2 separate regions of the Mus musculus genome follow, and region 2 is linked to region 1. Evidence: chromatin contacts called from public HiChIP or PLAC-seq data. All regions are on one chromosome and are shown on one strand. Each heading gives the region's core, a stretch centred on a gene start, on an enhancer-like site or on the middle of the called end of the contact. The rest is flanking DNA. Distances are from core to core; before and after follow the strand shown.

Region 1 (3,910 bases), core at 908-3,407:
AGTTCCATTTGTTTTTCTTATTTTAAATGTGTTTGTGTGGCAAGGTAGGAAACACACATGACTAAAAGTTACATAAGAGAGAAACGATTAAGTCACAAACTCAAACCCTGCTTCACGGACAGGGGTGGTTGTTCTCATGTTACCCAGCACTTGGGAAGCTAAGGAAGGAGGACACCTAGAACTCAAGGCTAGCCTGGGCTACATACTGAGTCCCAGGACAGCCTGGGCTATATACAGTAAGACCCTATCTCCTCACTTGATCTTAGCCAAAAGAGTGAGAAGCAATGAGATCTTGTTAGGGAAGGAAAGAAACAGAACAAAAATTCTGATAATAGAGATTGTCATAAAAATGTACCTTACAACCTAGGTGGCTTTAAAAACGGTTTTATTGATTATACATTTAGAACATGTTTTTAAAATACTGAATTTGGAAATGTTTATTTCGATATAGGGTGTCTGCTGTCTTTCCTAGGTTGTTGTTTTTTTTTTTTTTTAACTCAATCCTCTCATCTCAGACATTCAAGTAACATGGATTACAGGCATGGACCATGGGAATCAATTTGGTAAACTCCCTCTCTCTCAAGCTCACTCTCTCCCTTCTCCCTCCCTCCCTCCCTGGCCAGTCTCTCTGTCTTTAGAGATGGGTACTGCCGGGGATCCAACCCAGGACTTCACACATGCTAGGCACATGTTCTACTACTGACCCCCATGGCAGCTTGTTGCTTTTGGTATTGAAACAGTGCTTCACACAGTCCAGGCTAGTCTCAAACTCACTATGTAACTGAGGATGGCTTCGAACTCCTGATCCTTCTGCCTTCACCTCCTAAGTGCTAGGATTACAGCCATCATACAACATCATGTTAGGCTACACACTGTGCACACACACACATCCTTGAATTCATTTACAACAGATAATGCACATAACTATTCTAGATGGGGGGTTTCAATCAGACATAAGAGGGACAATAAACTCTGCAGGAAGAGAAACTCTTTAAGGGTTATTTTAAGTCTCCACAAAAGTGTCTAAAAACTTTCATTAACAGATAAACTGTGAGATTTTGTACTTTTATCCCCAAATTTAAATCTAAGAGACAGGAATGCATTATATTATCCTATCTTAGACATAGTTCCAAATAAAGAAACATATGTGATCTAAAAATAATGTTAGCATTTCAAAACACTCAGAAAAAAATTCAACAAACCCACGGTTCACACAGTATTGTGTTTGAATTTAAATCGAAGGCTAGAACCCTGCTGGGTGGAAGTGCTTGCCTAGCATGCATAAGGCCTTCGGTCCAGTTCCAGCACTAAATAACAACGTTAAAAAAAAAAAAGTAACAGGCCTGTCTGCTAAATTTCAAAGCAAAATAATTTAGAAAGATTACTTATAAATTATAGCAATATACTCAGACTTCTTAAGTTAGCCAAATTAGGTGTAGACATACCCACCTGGCAGACAGGACTATTCTAGGCAAAGCTGGAGAGAAGGCACTTTAGTAGCTGGCAAAAGGCTGCCTGTTCACCCTTCTTCAGGGAACTCCCCTTGACTACAGCACCTTCACTGATGTTTCAAGGGTTCCCAGCCTCGGGCCTTTCATGTATTTACTTTTGACTCAGGAACCTAAAATACATTCAAACTGTGTCTAAAACCTCTGTTCACAGGTGCAATTTCTGCTTCCCTTGGGGACAGTGAGGCCTGCTCCATTTTTCACTGCTTCCCTACTGAGAGTCTGTGTGGTAGCTGCAGAAGAAACTATTCTTTGTTCAAGACACAAAAGCCTTCTAACCAATGTTACTTAGACTTAAAGGAAGGCTGGATTCCAGAGAAGGCTACCCAGAACTTCTAGAGGGCGGGTCCCTTTGATCTAGGACTTGTGTTACCGCTGCAGCACACACCAACCAGACTTTGCACTATGCTACGTCACATACGGCCAAACATAAAGGACTAATTTCATTGCAGGGCTCTTTTGTCTCTAGTGCACTATAGGCATCACTGGGAAGACGCTGTGTCTTACTATACTCCCAAGAACCTAGGACAAATACTAAATATTCATAAACATGAAACTAACTCACGATGATCACTGCATGTAATGCTACTTTATAGAACATAGATATATTCACTTTGTTATTCGAGATGAAACTGACACTATCAGTTTCATTTGTGCAGGAAATGACAAAACTGCAGTCACTGAGACTGCAGCCTTAGCTCCCACTGTAAGCAGGCAAAGCAAACTCAAGGTTCTCTTGTTAACTGTTTAATATTGCTGGGACAACTAAGTGGCTACATTCCCATTGTGAAACATTCATTGTTACCAATTTTTATTTTTATTTTTTTAATTTTTGGCTTGGTCACAAAGGAAACAAAGGGACAGGAGAAAACAACTTAAAAAGTCCAATTAAAAAAAAAAATCTAGGAAACACTCCAGACCATGGTCATCATAAAGTTTTCCAGGGTTAATAAATAAGGAAGATTCATGATTTCTGGGAGAAACTGACATTGTTATGTTTTGAAGTCCCAACTCAAATTCAAATACAAATTGCTTACTCAAATGGATTTTGTGGTCGGAATCGGGATTCTCTTTATACAAAAACAAAGGACATGAAATCTACATTAAGATTCTTTCCTGTTATCATTGCATCAGTGTGCAAAGGTTAATTGTGGCTGCTACCAAGCTCTGACTTCCCCCAAACCCTCTGGAACCTGTTCTAGAGTGGGAATATGCCTGTCCTTTCCGCTCTGCAACCCCACCCTGCCTAGCTGGTCCACATTAGGGACTCCAGAATACAATGTGTCTAATTTTATTTGCATTAAATAAAATGTACAACAGGAACTAGAAAGATGACTCAGCAGTTAAGAGCACTGGTTGCTCTTCCAGAGGACCTGTGTCAAATCCGCAGCACTGACAGGGTGGCTCACAACCACCTATAACTCCAACTCCAAAGGATTTGATGCTTTCTTATGGCTTCCACAGGCACCAGACATTCAGGCTGCACAGATGGACATGCAGACAAAATGCCTATACACATAAAATTAAATTAAGTTAAAGATGAATTAAATTACATTTTAAAAATAGCAACAGACTGTTTTCTAAGTCAGAGCCAGGCAGTCTTGCTGGTGCACATCTGTGATTCCTGCATTCACTGAGAGGGTTGACACAGGAGTCCCAGGTCAGCCTGACTAAAAGCAAGTTCAAGGCCAGCCTGGGCAACATAATGTGTTTGAGATCCAGTCTCAAAAGGAAGACCTATTTATTTTATTTAATGGGACTAAGGACTTCTGACTTGTGATGTCTGAATAATGTCAAGAAGTTTGAGAAATCAGTAAATATTCCTACCAAGTCAAAGACTGTGGTCCTTGGGATTTTTTTTTTTTTCCTCACAAGATTTTTATGGACATAGTACTTTGAAATACATATTTGGGTCTGGAGGTATAGCTCGGTGGTAGGGCATCTGCTGTTTATGCTTATGGGCTGGTTTTCAGCATCACAAAGAAAGAAAAAAGCATTCACTTTTATGTTCTGATTTTTCTAGGTAAAAAAAATCCAAACAACAGTTAACCCAAAGGGGACATTTCATTTGAATTAAAGCCAATGAAGACAGTAATGCCGATATGACTTCAACAGGGACATTAATCATGCAACAACGTGAGTCTGGAAAACTTCACTGTGGCTGAGGTCTGATGTCCCAACACCATTTCAAGAGTTTAAAAACAAAACAAAAGGAGCTGTTGCTTCCCGTGCTGTGACTTTCTCAGGAAAGTCGCCCTCAATGTGGTTGGGACAGTCACCACTTAGAAAAGAAAGCTCCTTATAAATTCAGCAATCACTTGGCATGGAGCAAAACAAAGTCCATGTCTGAGACACTTTACAGTGACATCAACAGAGGGGGAAAAAAAAGGCTGTACCACACA
Region 2 (3,910 bases), core at 749-3,248, 870 kb before region 1:
TTGACTCTTGAGAAATGTCTCTGCATGGGCAGGGACCTCTGATCCTGTGCTCACATAAGTTCATTTCATTAATGCTGTGGTTGTCCCTTTGAAGAGGAAATGGAGGCAACAAGTTTGGCAGTTACTCAAAAGCTCAAACATAAAAGTTTTTTTGGCCAAGCAATTACACTCTACCTGAAAAAAAAAAAAAAAAAAAAAAAAAAAAAAAAAAACGGAAGCAGGCATTCAAACAAATACTGCCACCCAAACATTCGTATTGACCCCATTTACAACAGCTAAAAAGTGGAAACAATCCAGGTACTTGTTGGTGGCGGAATGGATAAACAAGCCTTGGATGCAACACACAGTGAAATAGCATTCAACTGAGACATGAAAGGAATGGGGTGCTGACACCTGCTTCCATGTAGACAAAGCTGAAACTACTCTATATGAAAAACAGACACAAAGGATCACGTATTGTGTGATTCCATTTCTATATAGAGCAGGTAAATACGAAGACAGGAAGAAAGTTGATATTGCAAGGGCATGGTGGAAGCCACAGGATTCTGTCACAAGTGACAGAACTGTGTACGAACATATGGAATGCCACTGTTCATTTTTACATGGCTGACTTTGTAAAGAAGCACACTGCAATTCTCTGCATTGAGTTCTGGGTATACAGAACACCTTCCAGTCCTAAGCAGGAGGACTTTCAGACTTAGGCATAAAATCCACAGTTTGCACCAGATCCCAAAGAGAAATTATTCCAGCTGCCTAGACACCAGACTCACAAAGAGGAGTCCAACAGGAGAGGAGGTATACCCAGTCCTTCTATTTGTTGAGTTCCATTTCAAAACAGAACAGCCATTCATTTCTCTGACAGCTATAGAGCTCAAGATTAAAATTTTTCATGCTTCACACACAAAAATGTACTTTCCATAGAAAAGTGCTGTACTGCCCTTTAAGAAAAGAAGTCATGAAAATGGTGGTCTGCAGAACAAAACTAATCCATGTCTGTTCATATGTCTGTTTGAATTTAAATTCTTTGAAATTACATTTACTCTCTCTCTCTCTCTCTCTCTCTCTCTCTCTCTCTATGTATGTGTGTGTGTGCAAAACCACTCATATGCACACATGCATGCCATAATAGGCTAGTGGAGGTCATAGAACGATATGTAGAAGCCTACTCTCTCCTTCCAGCCTAGCAGCAATGCCCTTTGTCGGCTGAGCTATCTTGCCTGTCCTGTATTTAATTTCTTAATGTAAAATTAAAACTACGAATTTTCTACTTCTCAGGGCCAAAGGGTGACAAGATTTTCATTCATTACAAAAGCAGAAAACCAATAACAATAATTCGGGCTTTGGGAACGAAGACCAGTAAGGGCTGAGGTTGTGGGAGGGAGAAGAGAAGCAATGGTTGGAATTCAGTGCCTGTATTTGAGAGATGTGCTATGGTGTGGTGAGCTGCTATCTTCCCTCTCCTGAGGAGAGAGACTTAACATATGATGGCGATGATGTGCTTCAGTACATGAACTAAGAGGGGCACTGAAAGAAGACACTCGCAAGGTGACAGCACTTCTTCAGAAGATGTTTTAGATCCAGGTGACAAGACAGGAAGGTCAGAACTTCAAGGACATGCACAGCTACATAGCAGATTTGAGGTGAGCCTGGGACACATGATTAGCATGTCTCAAAACACCAAAAGAGGGGGAGTGGCTGGGAGGAGGAACAAGAGCAGGAAGAGGAAGAGGAAGGGTTTCTCTGAGAAACAAGGATTTGATGAACTCAGAAGTGACAGTGCATTTCTCTGACTTTGGGGTGGAGAGTATAGAAACCACTCTCCTTGTGATGTCTCCACAGAGCTGTGTCTAATGCAATCCCTTCATGAGAGATGCCTCCAGGCTGCCATGTCTCTACAGCTTCTGGGAGACACATGGGGCATTTTCCTCTCCCACCCATGGGACTTTGCTCCAGTGTTTACCACAGAACTTGGCAGAACCATAAAGCTGGCACTGGAGTTTGCCAAGAGGAACTATTGCGGCTGCCTCTTCAGTGACAACGCTGAGCACATTCTGCCTAGAGCCAATGATATGACTGTTGATGAATCTCCAGAAGAACTACGTTTTCTCATCGCTGATGTGCAGTCAGGACTTTGCCATCCTGTTGGGCATACTAGAACTAGCAGAGAATGACAAAAGGGACGTGGTGGTCTCTGTATGCCCACGTGGTGTTCAATTGGAGTTTTCACTAAGAAACTGGGGCTTTCTACCCACTAGCCAGTTACAGCTGGCAGGATTTTTTTTTATAGGATTTGCGGAGTAATTATTTCTCTTTGGCTGACAAGGGAGGGGAGAGGTAATGCTATGGCTGCTTAGAAGAATAGAGAAAGCATGATGGTCCTTCTAACCATCCTACAGAAAGTAAAACCAAAATCCAAAATACCAAAAAAACAAAACAAACAAACAAACAAACCGTTTTTCTTAAAACAATCTTTGCTAAAGAACACTCCTGTCTGGCAAGAAGGACCTTTGTTACATGGCCCAGGCCTTAGGACTATCCAGAGGATACAGGTGTAAACTCTAGCTTAGTACCCTGAACCCGTGGACGCCAGAGGCCAATCACATTTTCCTGCAGCAGATTCATAGAAACATCCTGACATGATTACAGTTGAGGTCAGTAGGTTGCTCTCCTACTCATTTGTTAAATGGAGATGGCACCCAAACATTCTTAGGATTTCCTGTGCCTCCATCAGCATCCTATTCTGACATGCATCTCGGCACCTCATTGGCTGGTTGCCGTTAAAATACATTTTATACTTAAGATCATGGGTCTCAACAGGGTTTGCCACTTCTGTGTGGATAAGGAGAGAATAATATTTTTGGTGGATATGCAGTCAGGTATAAGGGAAAGGGGTGCCTCTGAGGACCCATGCTGAGGCATCCCTTCCCCCTGAGAGACCAGCCACAGGGTATGGGGTAGTAGAGAGTAGTAGACACAGAGAAAGGCAGAGAGAGAGAGAGAGAGAGAGAGAGAGAGAGAGAGAGAGAGAGAGAGAGAGAGAAGAGGAGTAAAGGCCAGCCATGAGTATGTGGAGAGAGAGGGGGAACTGGGGACAGAACAGGAACAAGAGAGCAAGAAAGAGGGGGGGGAACCTAGTTGTGGCCTGGTAACTAAGGGGTGGAGCCTAGACAAAATGCTAACAGAAACCAACAAGGTTAGCTGTTAAAACAAGGAACTCTTCTGTTACATGATTTAGAGATTGATAGAACTTGAGATTCAACTTCTGTAAGATCTAAATATATAACCCAACACTATGCTCTTTAATTTTTTTATTAGGCCTCTGAACTGGGTACTCTGATAATGAATGAATGAATGAATGAATGCTAAAAAAATTTTAAGATTTATTCTATTTATTTATTTTAGGTATATGAGTGCTCTATCTGCATGTACATCTGCGTGTCAGAAGAGGGTATCAGATCCCATTACAGATGGTTGTGAGTCACCATGTGGTTGCTGGGAATTGAACTCAGGAACTCTGGAAGAGCAACCAGTGTGCTTAACTGTTGATCCATCTCTCCAGCCTGAATGCTCATTTTTTAAAATAGTATCTTATCACATATTCTTTAATTGTCACTGCTTTTAATGACAGTTGGGGAAAACTTTTTCAGTTCTGTAATTTTAAAGTAGATTACTGAAATGGTAGAAGAAAGAGGAGAAGTCTTTACATATTTTGCTACTAAAAATTACAAAACAAAGCCACATGGTACACATCTACAATCCCAAGCCACCCAGGGCTACATAATGAGAACCTGCCTAAGAAAGAAAAATAAGGCAGAAATTTGCAATAAATTTCTATGAAAAGGGGGAGCCTACAGAAATGGTTTCCGTTGCTTGCCAAGAGGGAAGTGCACACAAGGTGTGAGCCAGGTGC

Evidence for each region. HiChIP or PLAC-seq counts read pairs in DNA pulled down with a chosen protein or histone mark.
Region 2: an H3K4me3 HiChIP or PLAC-seq map of bone marrow-derived macrophages shows a contact between it and region 1, with 4 times the contacts expected there. The contact joins two enhancer-like sites. A contact is called at or near these places in 2 of 115 datasets of contacts at active chromatin or transcription factors (bone marrow-derived macrophages and large pre-B cells).

Annotation. Positions count from the first base shown.
Region 1 is chr11:20,551,203-20,555,112 of GRCm38.p6, reverse strand. It overlaps a transcript of Sertad2 not described here. Among named protein-coding and RNA genes, the nearest start is that of Gm32142, 75 kb to the right of the region's middle. Within about 2 kb of position 2,157, at least 70 of the 459 cell types and tissues checked have an H3K27ac peak or open chromatin away from gene starts, as enhancers often do. A contact at or near this core is called in bone marrow-derived macrophages, where this site is marked.
Region 2 is chr11:21,423,774-21,427,683 of GRCm38.p6, reverse strand. No RefSeq gene overlaps it. Among named protein-coding and RNA genes, the nearest start is that of Ugp2, 55 kb to the right of the region's middle. Within about 2 kb of position 1,998, at least 61 of the 459 cell types and tissues checked have an H3K27ac peak or open chromatin away from gene starts, as enhancers often do. A contact at or near this core is called in bone marrow-derived macrophages, where this site is marked.